2 separate regions of the Oryctolagus cuniculus genome follow, and region 2 is linked to region 1. A link is a contact called in public Micro-C data. All regions are on one chromosome and are shown on one strand. Each heading gives the region's core, a stretch centred on a gene start, on an enhancer-like site or on the middle of the called end of the contact. The rest is flanking DNA. Distances are from core to core; before and after follow the strand shown.

The links. A called contact is a pair of places that touch in the nucleus more often than the background predicts.
Region 2: a Micro-C map of ear pinna shows a contact between it and region 1, with 4 times the contacts expected there. The contact joins the promoter of CCDC93 here to the promoter of DDX18 in region 1. A contact is called at or near these places in 4 of 6 Hi-C or Micro-C datasets (ear pinna, psoas muscle, skin fibroblasts and 1 more).

Annotation. Positions count from the first base shown.
Region 1 is chr3:115,659,563-115,666,581 of mOryCun1.1, reverse strand. It overlaps DDX18 (DEAD-box helicase 18), which reads right to left and starts at 2,718. Exons shown (of 13, transcript XM_070071558.1): 1 at 2,511-2,718; 2 at 999-1,559. The coding sequence starts at 2,595.
Region 2 is chr3:115,905,042-115,911,199 of mOryCun1.1, reverse strand. It overlaps CCDC93 (coiled-coil domain containing 93), which reads left to right and starts at 3,258. Exons shown (of 24, transcript NM_001171023.1): 1 at 3,258-3,299. The coding sequence starts at 3,258. It overlaps LOC103348741 (a long non-coding RNA gene), which reads left to right. Exons shown (of 6, transcript XR_011387325.1): 6 at 1,122-1,259.

The DNA.
Region 1 (7,019 bases), core at 1,469-3,968:
TTGTCCAGAAGGTTAAAATTCCCAGCCCTGGGACTCGGTGCTTGAGAGTAAAAGTAATGCTACTTCCCTGGGAAGACTCATAACAGAATCCTAAAGGATGGAAACCTTAGCATCTGACACGTTAATAGCAGGCCCTAACTAAGGAATACACAAACTGTCTATAAAGGGCTAATAGTAAATATTTTAGGCTTTGCCGGCCATGGTTTTTTTTTTTTTTTTTTTTTTTTTTGCTGCAATAAAGACCAAATAAACAAATGGGCATTACTGTGATCCAACAAAGCTTTATTCAAACAACTGGAAAGGCCAAAGTTGGCTAACCCATCCTTTCTTACCTGACATCTCTACCTATCCACATCTCAATTAAAATCTCCAATTCTAGGGTTGGCACTCTCGTGCAGCATGTAATGACACTGCCTGCAATGCTGCCTCCCATATGGGAGCAGGTCTGTGTCCTAGCTGCTCCACTTCTGATCCAGCTCCTTGCTAATGGCCTAGGAAAAGCAGTGGAAGATGGCCCAAGTGTCTGCGCCCCTGCATCCCGTGGGAGATCTGGATCAAGGCCACTGTGGCCACCTGGGGGTGAGCCAGTGGATGGAAGATCTCTCTCCCTTCTTTCAAATAAATAAATACAGACAGACAGACAGACCTGGGAAGACAGATTCCACTACCAGCCCAGATTTCTTTACTGTTGGATTCTGTAATGGTGCTGGCAAACAAGAAAGCCTAAAATATTACATTCTTACCTAAGACTGAGATTTTCTTCAAGGTTACAGAATGTAAAAACATAGCATATTATTCAGTATTTTGAGAAAACTTAAAAAAAAATATATACACCCGCCTCATGAAGCAACAAAATGTTTCTTTCAGCTACCAGGCTAGTATCTGGTATACTTGCGAGTAAAGGGGATTTCTACAAGTGCACACACACAGGAAAAACAGTGGGAAGTTAGAACTGTGAGAAACTGAATGGCTGAATTCAAAGTCCATGAAGAACCTACCAGGGCCAGCATCATTCACCAGTTTTCTCTTTTTCTTCTTCTTCTTCTTTTTAGATTCTGGATCGGGCGACTCTGTTGCTGCTTCTCCATTGGTTAACACAGCAGATTTCTGGGGGGATTTTTTAACTTTTACTTTCTTCACTGTTTCTTTAGTCAAGGCTCTATTCTGTGTTTCTGACAGGCCCACACTCATGGTGTGTTTCAGGGACTTCTTAGCTTTCCCACCTGCCACTGCTGCTTCAGGCACGTCTCCATTCTGGGGTTCTGACAGGCCCATACTCGTGGCACGTTTCAGGGACTTCTTCGCTTTCCCACCTGCCACTGCTGTGTCAGGCACGTCTCCATTCTGGGGTTCTGACGGGCCCACACTCGTGGCACGTTTCAGGGACTTCTTCGCTTTCCCACCTGCCACTGCTGCGTCAGGCACGTCTCCATTCTGGGGTTCTGACAGGCTCACACTCGTGGCGTGTTTCAGGGACTTCTTCACTTTCCCACCTGCCACTGCTGCTTCAGGCACGTCTCCATTCTGGGTTTCTGACAGGCTCACATCTGAGACCCTTGCTTTAGACAAAACACAATTTGTGATGCCAAAGGGGCTTACTTGGGAACACTGGGATCCCACCCAAGAAAGTCTATGACTTCAATGACTCAAATTACTTAGTGTTGTCTCCCTTCATATGCGTTGTTAGAGCCAACAGCAATTGTTTCGGTATTCTACTGGAGGAAAAATTCCCTTTAAGGAAAAATGCCGTAAAAGGGAAAGTTACATTAGCTTCTTCAATTATCCTATCCCTATCTTTAAGTAAAGTCTGGGGCAAGAAATCTCCTGTGAGGTCAAAGCTTTAAACAGATGGAGTCAGACGATGACAGTTACTTTAATAGGAAGTATTTGATAAATAGGAAGTATTTGAGTAATGGAAAAATCAAAGACACTCACATCTTATTCACATAACTAATTCTCACATAACTTTAAAACATTCAACCCCACGCCTCTAGATAGCAGTGAAAACTCAGCTGATGAAATCACTTATTTGTCAACATTTATCACACACACATACACAAAAGTTGTCTTCGGAACTCGTAACCTAAAGTCGGGAGCGACAGGAATACAGAGAGGGCGTCAGAGGTTTTGCGAGAGGGTAGAGTTTTCAAGCTGAAGAACGAGGACGTGGCTGGCAGAGAAAGACACTGCGAGACCCGACACGGGCTTCTGCGGAGGTGGCCGGTGTCCCACGCGTCTGACTGGGCCAAGTGGAGAGGCGGGCAAAACCGGAGGGAATAACAAAATCGGGCGGAAGCTCCGCGGGACGCCTGGCAGGGAACCCCGAGGCCCTGGACAGAGAAGCTGATGCTCAGAAAAAGCGGTGGTCGTGAGGCCGGGAGCGACTCGCGGGCAGCAGCCCCAGACTCGGGCGCACGTGCCCCGGGGGGAGGCAGCCCGCGCCCACGGGAGGCGGTGGGACTCCCGAACAGCGCCGCTGCGCGGCCTCCGAAGCACCCAGCGCATCTCACCCTGGAGTTTGAGGTTTCGCTGCCGCAACTTGAGGTTCCGCTTCTCGATCTTCTTACGCAGCAGTTTCATCGGCAGGTGAGACATGTTGCCGGAGACGCGCCTCCACAGCAGCGCCGCCGCGCAGCTCCCCAGTTGGCCTTACTTCCTTCCTGGCCGCACGTGCGCAGTTCGGCTCACCGGATGTGCGTCACAGGAAGACTCGAGCCGGCGGAGCGGAAATGCTTCCGGGGAGGAAACGGACCCGGGAGCGTGCACTGTGCTAACCTTGGCGACCGGATCCTGCGTTGCGCCCCCTGGGGGAGTGGAGGCTCATCAAACGGGCTGCTTATTAGAACAACGTTGAAGAAATGAGATAAAGCTGGCTTTAAGGAGTCTCCGTTTTTCCGATCCCGTTTGATTCCTGGACTATTTGAGAAATTGAATAAAAGCTAAATGTAATACATGGAGGTTGTTTGACCATGCGTCTTAGAAACACGGTTCCATGTCACTTAGTATATTCACACATAACATTCTTTCTTTCTTTTTTTTTTTTTTCAAGATTGATTACTTGAAAGGCAGAGCTACACAGAGTGTTGTGAGGCGTACAGATTAAAAACACAGTGAGACTTTTGAGGTCAAATGAGGAGTCCTTATTAGCCAGCTGGCAACTGCCTTCTCACAGAGCAAGTCTGGAGAAGACAGCCCTGTGTTCCAATGGCAGGAGGTTATTAAAGGCAAAATCTCTTCTTATCAGTAATTTTTTAAAGATTTATTTATTATTTGAAAGTCAGAATTACACAGAGAGAGGAGAGGCAGAGAGAGAGAGAGAGAGAGAGAGAGAGAGAGAGGTCTTCCATCTGCTGGTTCACTCCCCAATTGGCTGCAACCTCCAGAGCTGTGCCGATCTGAAGGCAGGAGCCAGGAGCTTCTTTCTGGTCTCCCACATGGGTGCAGGGGCCCAAGGACTTGAGCCATCTTCTACTGCTTTCCCGGGCCATAGCAGAGAGCTGGATGGGAAGTGGAGTAGCCAGCACCCATATGGGATGCTGGTGCTTCAGGTCAGGGCGTTAACCTGTCACGCCACAGCGCTGGTCCCCTTATCAGTCATTTAATCATGTGTGCTGGCTTGTACAAGCAGAAAACAGGCATACAGAAATGAGAAGCAGTTAGCCAATCAGCTGCTTTAAAAAAAAAAACCGGTTTATTTATTTATTTGAAAGAGTTACACATAGAAGGAGAGAGAGAGAGATATATCTTGCATCTGCTGGTTCACTTCCCAAATGGCCTTAACAGCTGGAGCTTTGCAGATCCAAAGCCAGGAGCCAGGTGCTTCCTCCAGGTCTCCCCCATGGGTGCAGGGCCAAGTAATTGGGCCATCCTCTACTGCCATCCCAGGCTATAGCAGAGAGCTGGATTGGAAGTGGAGCAGCCAGGTCTTGAACCAGTGCCCATATAGGATGCCAGCACCGCAGGCAGCAGCTTCACTACAGCACCATCCCCCAATTAGCCACTTTCTTTCTAACTTTGTTCCTTGAAAAATGTAACGATTCAATGGTCCCTGCTTGGGGTCAGGCATGGCATCATTGACCTTAGCGCCACCTGTGTTATCCTGTGGCTGCAGCTGGGAGAAGGCAGGAAGAACCATAGTCTGGTGGCCTTGGCTGTTATCAAACAAGCAGAGATACAGAAGCCAGAAAAAGGTCAGTTACAAACCAACATTTATTTTTATGAAGAACAGGTCCTGCTTTTAAAACAACCAAGCAAAATAACCTATGTTCTGTAAGCACCCAGGCATGCTATATTTTGTAGACAATTTAAACTTTTGAGTCTCCTGTCACAAGAGGAAGGAGGAGAGAGAGAGAGAGAGAGAGAGAGAGAGAGAGAGAGAGAATCTTGCATCCACTGGTTCACTCCTCAGTGGCCACAAGGGCTGGAGCAGGGCACATCTGAAGCCAGGAGCCAGAAGCTTCTGTTTCTTCCACACAGGTGCAGGAGCCCAAGTACTTGGGCCGGGGCCATCTTCTACTGCTTTTCCAGGCACATTAGCAGGGAGCTAATTGGAGCAGAGCAGCTGGGAGTAGAACTGGCACCCATATGGGATACCAGCACTGCAGGTGATGGCTTTACCCACTAAGCCACAGCGCAGGCCCCCATATAAGATTTCTTAAAAAAATACTTACTCTGCATTTTATTCCTATGTTTCCCTTCAATTACATCCATTCCATCCTAAATCAGTCTATTCTTCATCTGTTAAAAATGCTAGTTACAAGGCTGGTGCCATGGTGCACTAGGTTAATCCTCCGCCTGCAGGCCGGCATCCCATATGGACACTGGTTCTAGGAGATACATTTTCTCTAAATAATTTGATATTACATTCTATTCATCTTTTTAAAAGATATTTCTTAATTGCTGTTCATGAAAAAATATAAACTGGGATATCCTGAAAAAAAAAAAAATAAAACTGCTGTACAATGGTTCAGTGACAGATCTGGTCCAGGATTCAGGCACAAATCAAGGTGTGAGTTATTGTTTTCTTTGAAGTCATGATATTTATTTCTGATTTCACCTGTCATATGGACACTAAGTGCTAATCTTTGTCCCATATACACTGGGTACATTTTGTAACATATTTATTAGGTGTTGCTGTGGATTCGTTCTGAGAGGAGGAGCGTGGTGGGGGCAAGAGGCGTGGAGTCACCACACAGACACCGGGAATCAGGTGAAAGTGGGCCAGAGGCAAGCAGCCCACAGACTTGTTTATTTCAGTTGGTACAGAAGCTTATATAGCTGAGGCAGCCAATCTGGTCAAGGGGCAGTTTATGCCCTAACCAATCACAGCCTGTTGCCAGGCAGGCTCCATTGCCAGGTGGTTTCCCAGGTTGTTTCTAAAGCCATTCCTGAGTAAGTGATGCTAGCTTGCCAGCGGCCATCTTGGCATGGCCTTCTCATTCCACCACAATTAGGGTAGAATAAATTGCATGTATTATGTCAGGTATTTATTAGTGGTATAATGACATTCATAATTAGATGTTGGGTTAGTCTCAAACTGGAATAATTTATAATTTGGCCTATGGTTTTTACAAAAGTGTCATATATTTTTTAAGATTTATTTTCGCCGGCGCCGTGGCTCACTAGGCTAATCCTCCACCTGCAGCGCCAGCACCCTGGGTTCTAGTCCCAGTTGGGGGCGCCGGACTCTGTCCCGGTTGCTCCTCTTCCAGTCCAGCTCTCTGCTGTGGCCTGGAAAGGCAGTGGAGGATGGCCCAAGTGCTTGGGCCCTGCACCTGCTTGGGAGACCAGGATGAAGCACCTGGCTCCTGGCTTCGGATCAGTGCATCGCAACGCGCCGGCCATAGTGGCCACTTGGGGGGGTGAACCAATGGAAAAAGGAAGACCTTTCTCTCTGTCTCTCTTTCTCTCTCACTGTCTAACTCTGCCTGTCCAAAAAAAAAAAAAAAGAATACAAAAAGATTTATTTTCTTTATTTGAAAGGCAGAGAGAGAGGAAGGGAGAGACAGAAATTTTTCACCTACTGGTTCACTCCCCAAATGGCTGCAATGGCGAGGGCTGGGCCAGATGGAAGACAGGAGCCAGGAGCTTTTCCTAGATCTACCACATGGGTAGCAAGGGCACAAGCACTTGGGTCATCTTCTGCTGCTTTCCCAGGCATTTAATGGAGCAGCAAGTACATGAACCGGTGCCCATATGGGATGCCAGTGTCACAGGTGGTAGCTTTACCCACTACACCACAACACCAGCCCCAAAAGTGTCTCATACCTTTGACTAGGGTAGCTTATCACATACCTTGAGATTATTTCTATAATAGTTTATGTTTTTATATCTCCTAAAGCAAAGCAAGTTGTAATGGCTTTGTTGATTGACCTTAGTCCAGCTCATTGGTATGCAAACATCGCAGAGTTTGACTCTTGAAACAATTATTTATTTATGTATTGAGGGAGGGGTAAACACACACACACACAGAGAGAGAGAGAGAGAGAGAGAGAGAAAACACTACCATCTGTTGGTTTTACTTTCCAAATGCTTGCAATAGCTAGAGTTGAGCTATGCCATAGGTGGGAGCCAGGAACTCAGTCAGGGTCTCCCATGTGGTTAGCAGGGACCCAAGTACTTTGGCCATCACCCACTGCTTCCCAGAGTTCTCATTAACAGGAAATTGGAATTGGAAGGAGAGCCAGGACCAAACCCAAGCACTCTGACAGAGCATGTGGGCATCCCAAATGGTGTCTTAACCATTGCATCAAATGCACACCCTTCATCTTCATTTTCTAATTGATCCCCTCACTGGCAGCCCCAATGAATCTTCCTGTCATGCCACTGCATACTCTCCTACACTGTGGAGGGCTCGAGCAAGCCTACAGCATCAATCTTATCCATACTTTGTAAGCCCCCTTGACTCCTATAATTGTTCATTTTCCTTTAAGTTACACCCATAAGGTATTGTAAAGAAGCAAAAGGTAATGGAAAAGTGTACATGGTTATTTTATCCTCATCTCTTTCACAAAGTCCTC
Region 2 (6,158 bases), core at 2,009-4,508, 240 kb before region 1:
TAGCACATATTTTTACTGATGGCACAGTGTTGCACCAAATGAAACTTACTCTAATGTTATTTCACCACTTCCTTCTTATGGGCTACTTACATGGGTTTCCAGTTTTTCTCTCATAAAATTGTGAGGAAGTTCTTTGAACTTAAACCCTAAAAATGGAAAGTATCATGACCAAAGATATTTTTGAAGCTCTTGATGTATCAGAGTACTTTAAAAAGTTCATAAAAAATGGAATTAAAAAAGAAGTTTCTTTCAGTACGAAAGATTTTGAAATTCATGATTAGTTTTTTTCATAACACACATTTTCCTTGAACTTTTTTACAAGCTCCTCTTGGGCATGGACTTGTAAATTTATTTGTACTGAAATGAAATTCCCTTTTAATTCCATTTTCCATGAACATTTTGAAGTTATCTTCTATTTTTCTGAATTTTGACTGAAATTTTACTCCCTAGACCCCTCCACTCAGATCTTCAAATCCCAGGACCCAAACACCTATCACACTTTTGGCTCTGCAGATGAAGCCCTAATTGGTCAGCCTTACACAGTAGCACCCAAGGAGACCACGCTGACAGCAGGTCTGGAGGGCAAAGCGGAGCCGTCTGGAACACCTCAGATATGCCTTCTATCGGGCATGCTTTCCCCTGAGTCTTCCCAGGGAGCCTCCTGGGGATTTAGGTCCCTTCTCAAAGGGCACCAGAGTGAGAGATGAAGAATCTTTCAACTAGAACAAGATCATGCAGCTCTACAGAGGATGTGCATAGCAGGGACACAACCACCTATTCCTGATCCTCAAATATCCCACTGCAGAGACAAGGATGCATGTATCTGAAAGAGTGAGCACTAATCTCCTTCACTGTCACTATTCAAGGGCTGCCTTGAACAAGGCTGGGTAGGCAATTCCCCTCTCCAATATGTGCTGCTCAAGCTTTCTTGACTGCTCTTATGGTTATTTACTGAGATCCTTTAACAACAACAACAAAATAAATAAATAAATTAATTAATTGGGGCCGGCATTGTGGTGTAACAGGTTAAGCTGCTGCCTGCAATGCCAGCCTCCCATGTGGGCACCAGTTTGTGTCCTGGCTATTCCACTGTTAACCTAGCTCCCTGTTAATGTGCCTAGGAAAGCATCAGAGGATGGCCCAAGTCCTTGGGACCCTACACCCATCTGGAAGACCCAGAAGAAGCCCCAGGCTCCTGGCTTCAGCCTGGTCCAGCCTTGGCCATGGTGGCCATTGGAGGTGAACCAACAGATAGAAGATCTCTCTCTCCTCCTCTCTGTAACTCTGCCTTTCAAATAAATCTTTAATAAATAAATAACAGCCAGCACTGTGGCACAATGGGTTAATGCCCTGGCCTGAAGCACTAGCATCCCATATGGGCGCCGGTTTGAGACCCGGCTGCTCCACTTCTGATCCAGTTTTCTGCTATGGCCTGGGAAAGCAGTAGAAGATGGCCCAAGTCCTCGGGCCCCTGCACCCACGTAGGAGACCCAGAAGAGGCTCCTGGCTTCGGATCATCGCAGCTCCGGCCGTTGTGGACAACTGTGGAGTGAACCAGCGGATGGAAGATCTCGTTCGCGCGCTCTCTCGCTCTCTCTCTCTCTCTCTGCCTCTCCTCTCTCTGTGTAACTCTGACTTGCAGATGAATAAATAAATCCTTTTTTAAAAAAGTAACAAACAACAACAACAAAAAATGCTGTCAACCCAATGATATTGTCACTCTACCCAGACATAAAATAGGACAGCTTACTAGGAAAGTTGCCTGCTCCTGTTTATTTACAACAGGGGACCTGTAGGGTGTAACCAACTGAGAAGTCCTACTTCTCCAGGTCTTAATCTCTGGCTGCTTTATAGCAATTTAGACATGTTTTTTGATTTTGCTAGACATCAGCCAGCAAACAGAGGACACAAACGATTATTAGCCTCCGTGCCTTCTCAACCTACACCATTCCAGGGAAGGCTTACAACTACAAAAATAACACATGTGGGAAGTATGAGAATAAGTGCCTTACAAACTGAGTTTTGTTGGATTTACAATGCTTGAGAGCAAGATGTCAAGCAACAGGAAGAGGAGGGTTCCTATCACAACACCTTAAGTTGTATAATAATTTATCAAATTACTGGGGCCTGGGGCGGGAGAGGTGGAGTGGCACACAGCTTTTTGTAATACTTACTAGCTACATGTAAGAATGACATGGCATTCTTTGGGTCCTCTACCTACTTACCAAGATAAACTCCAGAAGGAGTACAAAAATTGCGAGGAATTTCTTGAAGGACAAAAATTTACCCAACACCTACTTTTTAAGATGTTAAGAGAATCAGCTTTCAAAAGGGAGGAAACTCAAAACAGAAAACCTTTTTGAGCCCAAGGAGCTCACACAGAGGAAAGAAGCTGTTTCTCCGCAAAAGTTTTCATGTCAATCACCTGTCTTTATCCCTTTAAGACAAAAAAGGTGGAAGCCATTAGGCAGCAGGTGTAGGGGGTCATGTGGCCAAAGAGAATCTTTTGATACAGCTTTCACTCACAGTTGGGACCGGCTAGGGATACATCATGTAAGTAATGAGGCCGCTGAAATCCCGCAAACACCGGAGTTTGTGTTCTTGGAGATGTCCTTCCCCAGGGAAACTCAGAAACCCGGCATGCAGCGGGGTGCGCGGCATTATCCCAAGCCAGGTTCCCCGGAAACAGGATCACGCTGGGGAGGAGAGCAGTCCTGGAGAATCCCTTCGGAATTCTCCAGCCCGCACACCGAGGAGTGCCTGTGAGTCTGGGCTGCAGGCAGGCCTGCATTCCGAATTCCCGAGCTACTCGGGGATCGGACTCTGACCCGGGAGCAAGGGGCACTTCTGTGTTGCTTGCGAAGAAGCCTGGACCTGGAATGCAAAATGTCCCCAGGACGCAGAAATAGCCCCTTTCGTGAAGCGCCTGGGAGAACTACTCAGAGCCTTGGCGCGATACCCTGGCACAACGCCGGCCCGCGGCCTGGCTGGACAGGTATTCTCAGTCCCCGCCCGGCCCAGCTTCGCCCCCAGCTGCCCTCGCGCAGGCGCAGTGGCGCCGCGCTCCCTCCCCAGCGCGCATGCTCCGCCGGGCCGCGGCGCTCCCGGCCGGCTGTGGCGGCGGCGGCGGCGGCGGCCGCGGCGACAGAGGAAGTTTCCGCTTTGCACTCCACCCCGGTAGCAGCTTCGCGGCAGAGACAGCTTCCTTCGGGCTCCTTGTGGGCCACGCTGCCGCCACACGACAGCCTGGCCGGATCATGGGGCTGCCCAAGGGGCCAGAGGGCCAGGGTCTTCCGGAGGTAAGGACCCCCCGGCTCCTTGACGTGTCGGGGTTTCTGAGGTTAACTGGGGAGCCCGCGAGGCTGCGGACACACAAGGACCAGGGTAGCGTTCGGGGCGCCCCGCCCCCTTCCTCTGGTGTGTCCACCGCGGGGCAGCACCGGCCCGGTCCGCCGAGCGGGGTGAGCTCGGCCCCGTGCGGGTGGGTGGGGGCAAACTTCAGCCGCTCCGGGGTCTCGTGAGGGGCGGAGGTGGCCTTCCCAGCCCGACACCTGCCCTGACACGGCCCTGCACTCCGCGGGGTGCCGGGTTCCCACCCCTCCGGCTGTCCCTGGCTGTCTTCCCCGGCCCTCGGCGCCGCGGGTTGAGTCCCGAGGGCCGAGGCTGCTGCGCGCCGGAGTCACGAGACGCGCGCGCCGGGACCGTCCTGGGTAGGCTTGGGCAGAGGGCGGTGACCTTGGGGGCTCTGCTACCTCCTCTGGGGTCCCGGCGCCAGCGCCGGCCGCCCTGCTGTGCCTGTTTGTTGCGGTGTGGGAGAGCGGGTGACCCGGTGCTCCCTGAATTGACTCCGACCGCGGTGGCGGGACCAAGTTTTGGGGCCGTGCGCGCACAGCGGCTGTGTCCAGCTGGGTCAGCGCGCTGCGGTGTGTGGGGTGGGGACGGCGCCCCGGGCGGAAACGCTGCTGCCTCCCCAGAAGATAGCGGGCGCCTTTCCAGAGGTGTGTGTGCTCTTAAGTGCTGTCTTGGTCCTAGGAACGGGATCTCAGTGGTTTCCGGATTTCCACGTTGGCTGGAGATAAAGGTTTTGAAAGTACACTTATTTTCCTTGGACTGCAAATATCACTCAGCTGGGGGGTTTGCATCTGCCTTCCCTTCTGGTTGATTTACTCAAAAGCTTTGTCTCGGTTACTTAGATTCTGGGGAGTATCGGAATCCACGCTGCACGTCTGTCCCCTCCCTAAGGTTCTGAAGCAGGCATTTGGCAGGGTGACTGATGGCTTGACGCGCTGAGTGGTCCCATCACACTTTTCTCTGCGCCCCTCCCAGATCCTAAGATCTGTCATCCCACGAGGAAAAGGGGACCCATTAATTGAGGAGTCACTGTTCTATGCCTAGAAGCATGGAAGGCTAGATCCAGCGGTGTGTGTTGCCAGAATGCAAGTCCGTTTTGTGATTGTCTTAGAAAACCTTTCAGTGTGATGCGTTAAGGAAACCTTCCATTGCACGTTGTTTGATGGGACTCTGAGTCGTGAAGCATAGAATCCATACTGGAGTATTTGCAGGTTTTTTTTTTTTTTTTTTTTTTTTTTTTTTTTTTTTTTTTTTTTTTTTTTGCTGCTACTTTATTCTAAGTTCTTCATCAGATTTTCACCTGGCCTTTTGCTGTAGTCTCCTTTCTAGTCTCTCCTAGGTCCTAGCTAAATCTTCCAACTCAATGTTCCACAGGACTAACAGTAGGAGAGTTCATAAAATAAAAAGCAGTCTGATCCTGTGTACCCTTGGTTTAACCCTTCACTGACTGCCAGAAGGCTGGGTCTGATTTGTTTTCCAAAAGTCTAAGACACACAGCTCCTGGCAATTAGGAGGAGGTGAAGGTTAATATAATTAAGTTGTCAGCACTAGTCCATTTAACTTAATTCAGTATTTTTGACCATTTACTGTATGTAGGAAGGAACCTTGAAAAAGTTTGTGGAAAGTTTACTTTGGTGCAAAAACGTTTGAAATCAATGCATAGTGTTCTTCCATAATGCACATTTTCCACGAAATTTTGAAGATCTGTGCTGTAAGTAAGATAGCTAGACTTAGTCTAGCCTTTCAACTTTCATGAACTACGGTGCACAGCAGTTGAAAATTTATTGGGCCTGGTTTAAGAGTTCACAGTCATTCATCTTTATTAGAAATTTAGTTTTAACAGCAATGTGTTAATCAGCCTGGTGGTTTTTTATGGCTTCAAGAGAGTGTCTTCTCCCATTCCCTGTGTATTAGCCAGTGATGCTTTTCCATTTTTTTTTTTTCCAGTGTTGATCTGCAAAGTGAATTTGCAGTCAAACATCCCCGTTTACAATATTGTGCCAAAAAGTTGTTTCAAAAGTTGTATTGCAGAAGTACACTTCTCCATTGTGGTCATAGTGGAAAAGAAGCATGGGCTAATCATCTGCTGAGCTGGGCTGGGGCTGCTCATTAGATAGGTGTCAAGGCAGGGAGGGGCCTCCTGTGATGCATTGTCCTCTTCGTGGCAGTGTTTTCTAGATAAATGATGATTGAATAAATAAAGCATTCCTGTTTTACATCTCAGGAGTTTAAGATAGTTTTATCTTCTTTTTCTTCTCTGTCTTCACAAACTGTAACTGCCTTTTTTTTTTTTTTTTGACAGGCAGAGTGGACAGTGAGAGAGAGAGAGAGAGAGACAGAGAGAAAGGTCTTCCTTTGCCGTTGGTTCACCCTCCAATGGCCGCCGTGGCCAGCATGCTGCGGCCGGCGCACCACGCTGATCCAATGGTAGGAGCCAGGTACTTATCCTGGTCTCCCATGGGGTGCAGGGCCCAAGTACTTGGGCCATCCTCCACTGCACTCCCTGGCCACAGCAGAGAGCTGGCCTGGAAGAGGGGCAACCGGGACAGAATCCGGCACCCCGACCGGGACTAGAACCCGGTGTGCTGGCGCCGCAAGGCGGAGGATTAGCCTAGTAAGCCACGGCGCCGGCCTGCTTTTTATCTTTTTGAGTCTCCTCACTTGTAGATGTTTCTTAACCCAGATATTTTGCAGAAGGAAGAGAAGGTGTAAATAATTACCTTATTTTTGTATGTCTAGTAAGAACTAGAGAATGCTAGTCTTTACAGTTTTTGGTAGGCTAGACCAAGGTCATTTGAGAGAGAGAG